2 separate regions of the Triticum aestivum genome follow, and region 2 is linked to region 1. Evidence: chromatin contacts called from public Hi-C data. All regions are on one chromosome and are shown on one strand. Each heading gives the region's core, a stretch centred on a gene start, on an enhancer-like site or on the middle of the called end of the contact. The rest is flanking DNA. Distances are from core to core; before and after follow the strand shown. Region 1 holds the start of LOC123112450 (cinnamoyl-CoA reductase 1). Region 2 holds the start of LOC123112452 (3-hydroxy-3-methylglutaryl-coenzyme A reductase 3).

The links. Hi-C and Micro-C count contacts between places; a contact is called where the count stands out from the background.
Region 2: a Hi-C map of leaf shows a contact between it and region 1, with 7 times the contacts expected there. The contact joins the promoter of LOC123112452 here to the promoter of LOC123112450 in region 1. A contact is called at or near these places in 3 of 5 Hi-C or Micro-C datasets (leaf and root).

What each region holds. Positions count from the first base shown.
Region 1 is chr5B:458,307,012-458,311,838 of IWGSC CS RefSeq v2.1, forward strand. It overlaps LOC123112450 (cinnamoyl-CoA reductase 1), which reads right to left and starts at 2,128. Exons shown (of 6, transcript XM_044533432.1): 1 at 1,990-2,128; 2 at 1,136-1,305; 3 at 482-667; 4 at 109-271. The coding sequence starts at 1,276.
Region 2 is chr5B:458,556,963-458,561,789 of IWGSC CS RefSeq v2.1, forward strand. LOC123112452 (3-hydroxy-3-methylglutaryl-coenzyme A reductase 3) reads left to right here and starts at 2,072. Exons shown (of 4, transcript XM_044533433.1): 1 at 2,072-3,053; 2 at 3,247-3,428. The coding sequence starts at 2,134.

The DNA of each region.
Region 1 (4,827 bases), core at 878-3,377:
AAATGGTAGATAGACTTGGATTAAACCAACTTGCCAAGTTAAACATGATATTTATTAATGTGAATTTCAGGCAATGAAAGAGAACAGATGGACAGAGATCAGCATTACCATTAATAACATAGATTAAGAATTTGCTACTGGTATTCACAGTAGGCTGCAACAATGGGCCAAAAACCAAAGGAGGGCAAAGCGTAACAACATTTAATCCATGTTTCTCTGAATATTCCAAGGATGCCTGTTCGGCCACAATCTTGGCAACAGAATACCAGTCCTGCAAGCACAAATTAGTAAAGGTCACAATTTAGTCTTTGTGGAAATTATCTCTAGGAAGACTTTCTTTCGTTGAGGACACGTATCAATACAGCGAACTGGAAAAAAAAAGAACCGACATGTGTGAAAATATAGTCATGTGTGCCCACCAATGAATTGTGATGTATACATAGTGCTTTGGAATTTTTCTTTACTAAATAGTATCCCTAACCTCATTCTCCTGGCAGAAATCTTTGTCTGACCAGCTACTCTCATCTTTGAGTCTGTCTTGAGGCCAATTCGGGTTAAAATCAACAGCAGCATTGGATGACAAGACAATAACCTTCTGAACCTTCATAGCTGAGCAGGCCTTCAGCACATTTGAAGTACCTTTCACAGCAGGAGCCAATACTTCTGACTGCAAGAATGCATTTAAAATGTGGTGAGAAAAGTACTAGCAATCCTACAGTGTTCAACACTCACAATGCCAACAAGAAAGTATCCTGACACTGACAGCACGCACTTCTAACACTTTGATAATCTAAAATTGTTAGCACACACAGGTGAAAGCACATAACAATCTAGCATTTACATCGCACTAATTACTCCCAGTGCTATAATATGATGTGCAAGTGTTCTTCAGGAGCTAGTATTTGCAAACATACATTACAGTGAGCCTAGCTTTGCAAGCACCAAAAATCGCCAAATTACATGGGACTGAAAAGTGCATTTATCTGATAAAGAGCGAAACGCGTGCCAATTGGTAAAATTCACAATGCTGCTTCACTATCAATACAAGCTCGGTACTATTACCAAATAATGTAGATACAGCACCACACAAACTGTTTTTTCAGACACCGAAGCATTAGTTGGAAAGAACACCTGCCTCAGGATCAGCAATCTTATCTTCAGGCACCGGAGTGGCGAGGTGGAAGACCCCCTCACATCCCTCAAACGCACGTGTTAGCGCGTCGTAGTCGAGCACGTCGGCCTTGAGCAGGTGCAGATTCTCCCGGGCCTCGTCCATCTGCTTGAGGTGGACATTCTTGGGGTCACCTGAAAGAGCATTCAGCCATTAATCAGAACAGTATACAGCTCCCACCTTGGCTTATCCGTGGACTAAGCACTTTGTTTTATGCTCTACATTCGCTTTCGCTCAGGATCGGTTAAACCTTGCTTTCTTCATGCGGACACGGAACTCCGATCGACTAACATTTAACAACCATGAATGAACGCAAAGCACATGACGACACAGAACATTGTTTCGCATTTTTCAACTATGAATGAATGCAAAGCTCATCTAGACACGGAACTCTGATTGATTTACAAGTACTGTATGAATGAACGCAAAGCACATCTATGACACGGAACTGAATCAACTGCGTCCGTACATGGGTCCCGGAGGGTGGCGTGGACGGCGTAGCCGCGGGAGAGGAGCAGCTTGGCGAGCCACGAGGCGATGAACCCGCCGCCGCCGGTCACGCACACGCGCCGCGGCGGTGCCATTTTCTTCCCTCCGCCCGCCGCCGCCGCCACCGGAGTGGCGAGCTCACCGAGATGTGCGCAGCAAGTGGCTAAAGTAATAGCAGAACTGGAAGTGGCAGGTCGTGGCACCAGCAGCCTGGTGTGGAAATCGATTAAGAAATCCGGGCCGAAACAAAAATGGATTTGGACCCGTCCGGGAGAGCGGTGCAGAGAGGAACAAAAACACGTGGAGGGAGCGGTGGAGCGGACACGCACCTCGCGGCCACCTCCGACGCCGCCGCCGCCGTCACCGCCGCCGTCGCTTGGTCTGCGGGGTTCCTGGGGTCAAGAACGCCATCGCCATCGGAATCATTTTTTTACAGCGCCACCTCTGGTCCATGTTTTTTTTTTGAGGCAACCGCTGGTCGATGGCCGCGAAGCCAAGCCGCGCTCTGTCTGCTGGTCGACGGCACGATAATCGTCGGCCCAGTGCAGCCCAACCACATGACTGGGCCTAGATCATCAATCTCGAGAAAGGAGGAGGAACCGGAGACGGGCTAGTGGCCTGCTGCTGAAAATGACCATCAAACTTTCTTTTTGTTTTCCAAAAAAAAAAACATTGTGTTTGTTCGGTTAGAATGCAACGTTTTTTTATGTTACAAAAAACAATGCAATGTCTTTAGACAGAGCAAAATGCAACCCCCATCGACAACAAAAAAGGCATGTATCAAAATGCAACTCCTTGCGAAGGTAACATAACACAAGTTGCTTTCCAACACTCGCAGATCGAATACAAGGGCGCGAGATTAGCTTGAAATTTATGGAACACTAGCATAATGTTCATGCGTCGCCACGGAATAATAAAAATTAATTGAATTTGTTCTAGATTTTAGTAGTATACAACAAACAACGCACTTGCGACATTGTGAAAGAAACTCAATCAAGTCGGCAACACTATACTTGCGCAAGTACAGAACCATAGCACCAATGTAAGATTTGTAGGGCAGAGCCATGGCCACATTTCGAAATTTGAAAGTTAGGAGGACGGAGATTAGAAGCAGGGGTGCTTGGGGGTTGGGTAGGAGCGGTGGTTGGAGGATGCATATATCCGGGGAGGAACCATGGCAGGAAGAAAAAATAATTGCGGATTGAGTGTCTGGTTCATGTCGCAGTAAAAAAACGTACGGATATATAGTACTTGTAAAATGCTTCCCCATTCAAATCATGAGTCAGGTGGTCTGATTTGACCGGGTTGGGTCAAGAAGCAGGTACGAGATTCAAGGCTCCCAAACTATATTTTTATGCGGTTTTATTAATGAGTTCTTTAAAAAACAGAGGGGTCCTCTAAGTTCTACATGGATGAGAGGATTGGGGTGAAGTGGGGATTGAACTCTTTCAAACCGAAGGGGGCGATGGGTTCTGGATGGATAAGTAAAATTGAGGTGAAGTGGGGAGTGAATTTATCATCACCACCGCCAACTACAATTTATAAGGTACTCCCTCCATAAAGAAATAATTAAGAGTGTTTAGATCACTAATTTCATGATCTAAACACTCTTATATTTCTTTACTGAGGGAATAGAAGAGGTACTCGAGTTACAAAGTTTAGAAACTCAATTGGAAAAAACTTAGTTTGGAAACGTCACGGTGTTGTAATATTTTTGCAAATGTTCCACGTGCAGGCGTGAAGGGCGCTTGAAGCCAAAGGCCTTGGCCGAAGATACGAACAAAGGGAATGTCAAATGCAGTCCATGGAGTATACATATGTGCCTACCTTCCTACTACTCCCCCTGTTCCAAAATAATTGAAGTTCTAAGTTTGTCCTAAGTCAAACTTGATTAAGTTTGATTTAATCTATGGAAAATATGCTAAAATAACCGAATAAACATAATATGACTATATATATTTCATAAAAAACCTCAAGAGACTAATTCCATGTTTCAGATGTTAATATATTTCATAGACTTGGTCAAACTTCAATAACTTTGACTTGGGACAAATCTAGGACTTCAGTTATTTTGAAATGGATGAACCAATAGTTAGCGAAATGCTGGTATCTGCTAAAAGAACTAATTAAACGGTGTACCATGTTGTAGCAGGTTAGAGCAACTCTAACATAATCGTCATATGTGTCATCGCCATATGAGATATAGAGTGCGCTTCAATAAGTAATACGGAGCCTGCCAAAGGCGATATGCAAATTTATAATCCTTCCAGAAATTTCTTATATGCAGGTCCTACTTATCATTGACTGTAAAGGTTTTTTTCTCGATTCCCCACCTAAATTTGCAGTTCAGATGCATAATATGCTAGTAACACACACACACACACACACACACACACACACACACACACACACACACACACACACACCATGCACCCAAGAACACGCACATGTGCACACATATGCATGGCGTCGAGGCATCTGAACGCGCCAACGACCACCCAGGCTGACGAAGAATAAGAAAAAAAATCTTCCTCACATGAATCAAACAATAGTTAAATATTTTAACTCGATTTTTTAATATAATTAAGCTTTAGGTGGTGCACCCAAAGATTTCATTGGATGCTCCACCTAATGCTTAGTGTAATTATAACTGAAGCTTCACCAAGACCCCGCTCGTCTCTGAGAGTGGCTGTGAGCGGAGGGGGAAATAGAGGTCGTGGACGGCAGGGAGGAAGTGGAGGTTGTGGGTTATCGATGGTGGGGTTATAAGCTCATGGGCAAGATTTGAAACACTCTTCATAAAATACATTGATCCAAGTCTATATGACAACTCTGTTAAAACGGTTTTTTAATCAAAATTGTAATATCATGTTTATTTGGTGAAACAGTGTTTGATCTTTCCGGATCGGGCCGACGTACGGTAAACACGCACAAGTTCTAAATGTACAAATTACGTGTTGACAAGATACGATAGTAGGTGGCCCTAGCATACACTTATAGACTTAGTCAAACTTAAACAACTATGACTTGAAAAGAAATCCAGGACTTTAGTCATTTTGAAACGGATGACTTTAAGACTGGTTGTGAGTGGAGGGGGAAGTGGAGGTTGTGGGCGACGGGAAGGAAGTGGAGGTCGTGGGCTATGGATGGTTGGGTTATAAGCTCAC
Region 2 (4,827 bases), core at 822-3,321, 250 kb after region 1:
TTGTTTATCTATGTTGCACATATCATTGTTGTCTACCATTATATCGTCAGACTTATAATACATCATGGCATAGTCATGGATCTGTTATATTTTTTACACAATTTTTTTGCGGAAAAAAACTTCCAATTGATTCATCTTCAATCTTAGTAGTACAACAAATACTAGAAATAGTAAAAATTATATCCAGATCAGTCGACCACCTAGCGACGACTACAAGCACAGAGGACGAGCCAAAGGCGTGCCGCCGTCATCGCCCCTCCCTCGCCAGAGTCGGGCAAACGTTGTTGTAGTAGACAATCGAAAAGTCGTCGTGCTAAGGCCCTATAGAACCAATGCACCAGAACAGCAACCGCCGCGGAGAATGAAGAGTGTAGATCAAAAGGATCCATCTTGAAAACACACGAATTAAGACAAACGGCGAACCGATCCGAGCAAATCTACCAAAGGTAGATCCGCCGGAGACACACCTCCACAAGCCCGCCGATGATGCTAGACGAATCACCGGAACGGGGGCTAGGCGGGAGACCTTTATTCCATCTTCAGGGAGTCGCCGTTGTCTCGCCTTCCTAACCAGGACACAAACTCTAACAAAACTCAAAAAAAGATCTAAAAGCCGCGTCCTCCCACCAGCAAGGGTCGAGTTCCACTCCGGCTCCATGGCCCTAAGGCCACCGAAGACGGGACGGACCGGCACCGGCACCGTCGGGAGGCAGAAAACCATAATTTTTACCCTATATTAATATGTTGCTAAAGTTCTCAGATGTTCGCACTCCTTTTAATTGGATAAACATCACCCGTATCCATATCCTAGCATTCATTTAATAACATATGCATTTACATCATACTTGCTTGGAAATATGGAAAATGAAAATAAGAAGAGCCTTATCCAATCCATTTTCACCTCCTCGCTAGCACTACCTCTGCTTTTATTCACTCTCCATATTAGCATTGTGATAAGACGAGTTTATAAAGTTTTACCAAAATTTATAATATGGATACTTATAATACAATAACCAATACTCTATCGGTTCACAAATATAAGATGTTTTGAATGTTTCAAGATGGTCTACATACAGACTAAAATTAGTGAACAAACACAGTTAAACGTATCTATGTTCATCCGATTCACAAAAAAGTTAAAACATATTGTATTGTAAAACAGAGGAAGTATATATTATGAATCTAGTGGTGTTGTAGACGCTGTTAATTTTTTTTATAAAGTTAGCCAAAGTTCACAAAATTTGACTTAATATTAGTACACTAATCTAGGCATGAAAAGAAAATAAAATGACATCTGTTTCGAATCATAATACGTTTCGGATATTTAATTCTCCCTCCGTTCTTAAATATTTGTCTTTTTTAGAGATTTAAATGGACTATCACATACGGATGCATATAGATATATTTTAGAGTGTAGATTCACTCATTTTACTCTGAATGTAGTCACTTGTTGAAATCTTTAGAAAGACAAATATTTAGAAACGGAGGAGTATAAACTATACGTACTCACACGAGTGAACAGACACATAAAAACGCGTCTACATGCATCCGACTCAGAAAAGACCAGCATCTTATAATTCGAAATGAAGGAGTATATGCTACACTAATCTAAAGATAGAAAATGCAGCACCGGATCTACTGTTCAAAATGCCACGTATCTGGACGCCTAGCCTTTGAACGAGAAGGAAGCTCTAGCGACATCGCGTCGCGTGCGAGCAAAGGACCGGAGCACGTAGCGGCCGACGTGCGCCCGCGACACAGCCCGCGGTTTACCATACCATACCACGTATCGTGCCAACGCGACACAGCAGCGGCGAACACACAGCAGCGAGGTCACTGGAAGCAGAAAGGAAACCAACGAGAAAAGAGACGAGAGAACACCCGAGACCGGAGACCCGGCCCAACGGCCCCTCCACTTGAGAACAAAAAACAAGAGACACCCTGGGCCGCGGGCCCCAAAGCCTGTTAGCGCCGGTACGGGGCGAGGTTCTTTTATTTTTTTTGCGGGCGAGGCTAGTATATTAAACCGCCCGGCCGGACCGATCCTTCCCCAATCTCCCAGCGCAAACCCCCCTCCCACGCCTCGCCCGCTCCGGACGCCGACGAGCCCAGCGCCGCAGCCCGCCGCCCGCCATGGCCGTGGAGGTTCGCCGCAGGGCGCCGCACGGGGGCGCGCGCCCCGCGGAGGGGAGGGGGGAGAGGGCCGGGGCGCGGGTGCAGGCCGGGGACGCGCTGCCGCTGCCGATCCGCCACACCAACCTCATCTTCTCCGCGCTCTTCGCCGCCTCGCTCGCCTACCTCATGCGCCGCTGGCGGGAGAAGATCCGCTCCTCCACGCCTCTCCACGTCGTCGGCCTCACCGAGATCTTCGCCATCTGCGGCCTCGTCGCCTCGCTCATCTACCTCCTCAGCTTCTTCGGCATCGCCTTCGTCCAGTCCGTCGTCTCCAACAGCGACGACGAGGACGAGGACTTCCTCATCGCCTCCGCCCAGCCCAAGCCCGCCCCCGCCCCCGCCCCCGCGCAGTGCGCGCTGCTGCAGAGCGCCGGCCCCGCGCCCGAGGTAATGCCGGAGGAGGACGAGGAGATCGTGTCCCAGGTCGTCGCCGGCAAGATCCCCTCCTACGTCCTGGAGACGAAGCTGGGAGATTGCCGCCGGGCCGCCGGGATCCGCCGCGAGTCGCTGCGCAGGATCACGGGGAGGGAGATCAACGGCCTCCCGCTCGACGGCTTCGACTACGCCTCCATTCTCGGCCAGTGCTGCGAGATGCCCGTGGGGTACGTGCAGCTGCCGGTGGGTGTCGTCGGGCCGCTCCTCCTCGACGGCCGCCGGCTCTACGTCCCGATGGCCACCACCGAGGGCTGCCTCGTCGCCAGCACCAACCGTGGATGCAAGGCCATTGCCGAGTCTGGCGGTGCTTCCAGCGTCGTGTTCCGTGACGGGATGAGCCGAGCCCCCGTCGCCAGGTTCCCAACCGCCCGCCGCGCCGCCGAGCTCATGAGATTCTTGGAGAACCCGGACAATTTCGACACTCTGTCTGTCGTCTTTAGCAGGTATACTAGACCAAATAAGCTCAAGATTAGTGCCACTATTGTCTGTCCTGTCCAGCCCATGCTCCACTCGCACGACAGATGTCATTACGCTACGACTTGTCTTGTGTTTGACGATATGTTGATGTGCCGTCAGTCCCCATCAATCAAATCAGCGCTGTTTCTTTTTTAACCCCAAAATGCTTCGTTTGTGCAGATCAACGAGATTCGGAAGGCTGCAGGGGGTCAAATGCGCGTTGGCAGGAAGGAACCTGTACATGAGGTTCACCTGCAGCACTGGTGATGCCATGGGGATGAACATGATCTCCAAGGGCGTGCAACATGTGCTGGACTACCTAGAGGAGGATTTCCCTGATATGGATGTCGTCAGCATCTCAGGTATTTTCGCACGTTTATAAATCAGTTTGTTTTTCCTTAATTCATCGTGAATGACGTTGTACCATTGATAGATTATTTTTATTATTGTGGCTAATTATGACTTACCAGGCAGGGTGGAACGAACGAATGTTTTCGTTCGCAAAAAGAAAACCCCCACTTCCATTGAATGCTTCAGAATTGCCATGCGAAAACAGATAAAATTGTCGTGCTGTTGTAAAGGGTTTGCCATGTTCTAAAGTAAAAATTGCCATGCTCAGGAATATTGCCATGTTGACTGAAGAGAATTGCCATGCTACATCAACGGAAAAAGCTGAAAATTGCCATCCTCTAAAAACTGAAAGTGCCATCCCGAATATGTTCGCTCTTTTTTGCCACCAGCTTCGTAGTTCGCCCAGAGGGGCGCATGGGAATGAACACTTTTAGGACAGGATCCGACGTGCCTGAGGGCGTTAGCTCGGATTGCTTAAAAACGTGACCTTAGTTCTATAACATTTTGGATAATTTTGTAGTTGATGGATGGTTATATGCTGGTATCAAAGAATAAGAGCACAGCAGATTCTCTTAATTAAGAGCATCTCCAACAGGCGCACAAAAAGAGCTCCGCGCACTAAAAGTTTGTTTTTTTGGGCGCCGAACAGCTCCAGCAGAAGCTGTAGCGCTTGAAGTTTTTGGGCGCGCGCTGAAAAACGCTATCGCGCGTAGCATATTTGGGGCGCCAGATTGCGCGTGCTTCACAATTTGCACTGACTGCTTTTTGGGCGCGCGTTTTTGGGCGCCTGCTAAACCAAAGTTGGTCCCGGCGCATTAAAAGCGCTACAATGGCGCGCTATAACGTTTATTGGGCGCGGGATTTTTGTGCGGCCGTTGGAGATGCTCTAAATCCCATTCTGCAAATATTCAAACTCAAGAGAGTTGATGAATGAAGCAACTGGCATGATAGATGTTTAAGATGTTTTATTAATTGGATTCCCCTACTTGTTATGCAATAGAAAGCGGCAGATGAGCCTCGATTGTTATTTTAATTGGATATCCCTTTGGTGTCAGCTCTCGATCCAAACTGACGTGGACTCCAGTTGTTTTCATTTGTTGTAGTTGGGCTACCTTTTTGTCCAATCTCTCCAGCTTGCTGCCAGCTCTTAGTACTTTTGGGAGAGGACGAAAATTCACACAAGGAAATTTGGACAAGGCCACCTCATCCTTGTCTTCCCTATTATGTCTTACTCATGTTTTGTCATAACACAAGTAATACCAGTCGCCGAATTTTGCACAGTACAGTCACATAGCGATGTTCAAATCTGTAAAATCTCAAGTGGTTTATAGATATTGAGAACTGCGTATAGTTTTATACTTCATATAGTTTGCTGTTGCTGATTAACACCAGATATGCACCGTATTCATA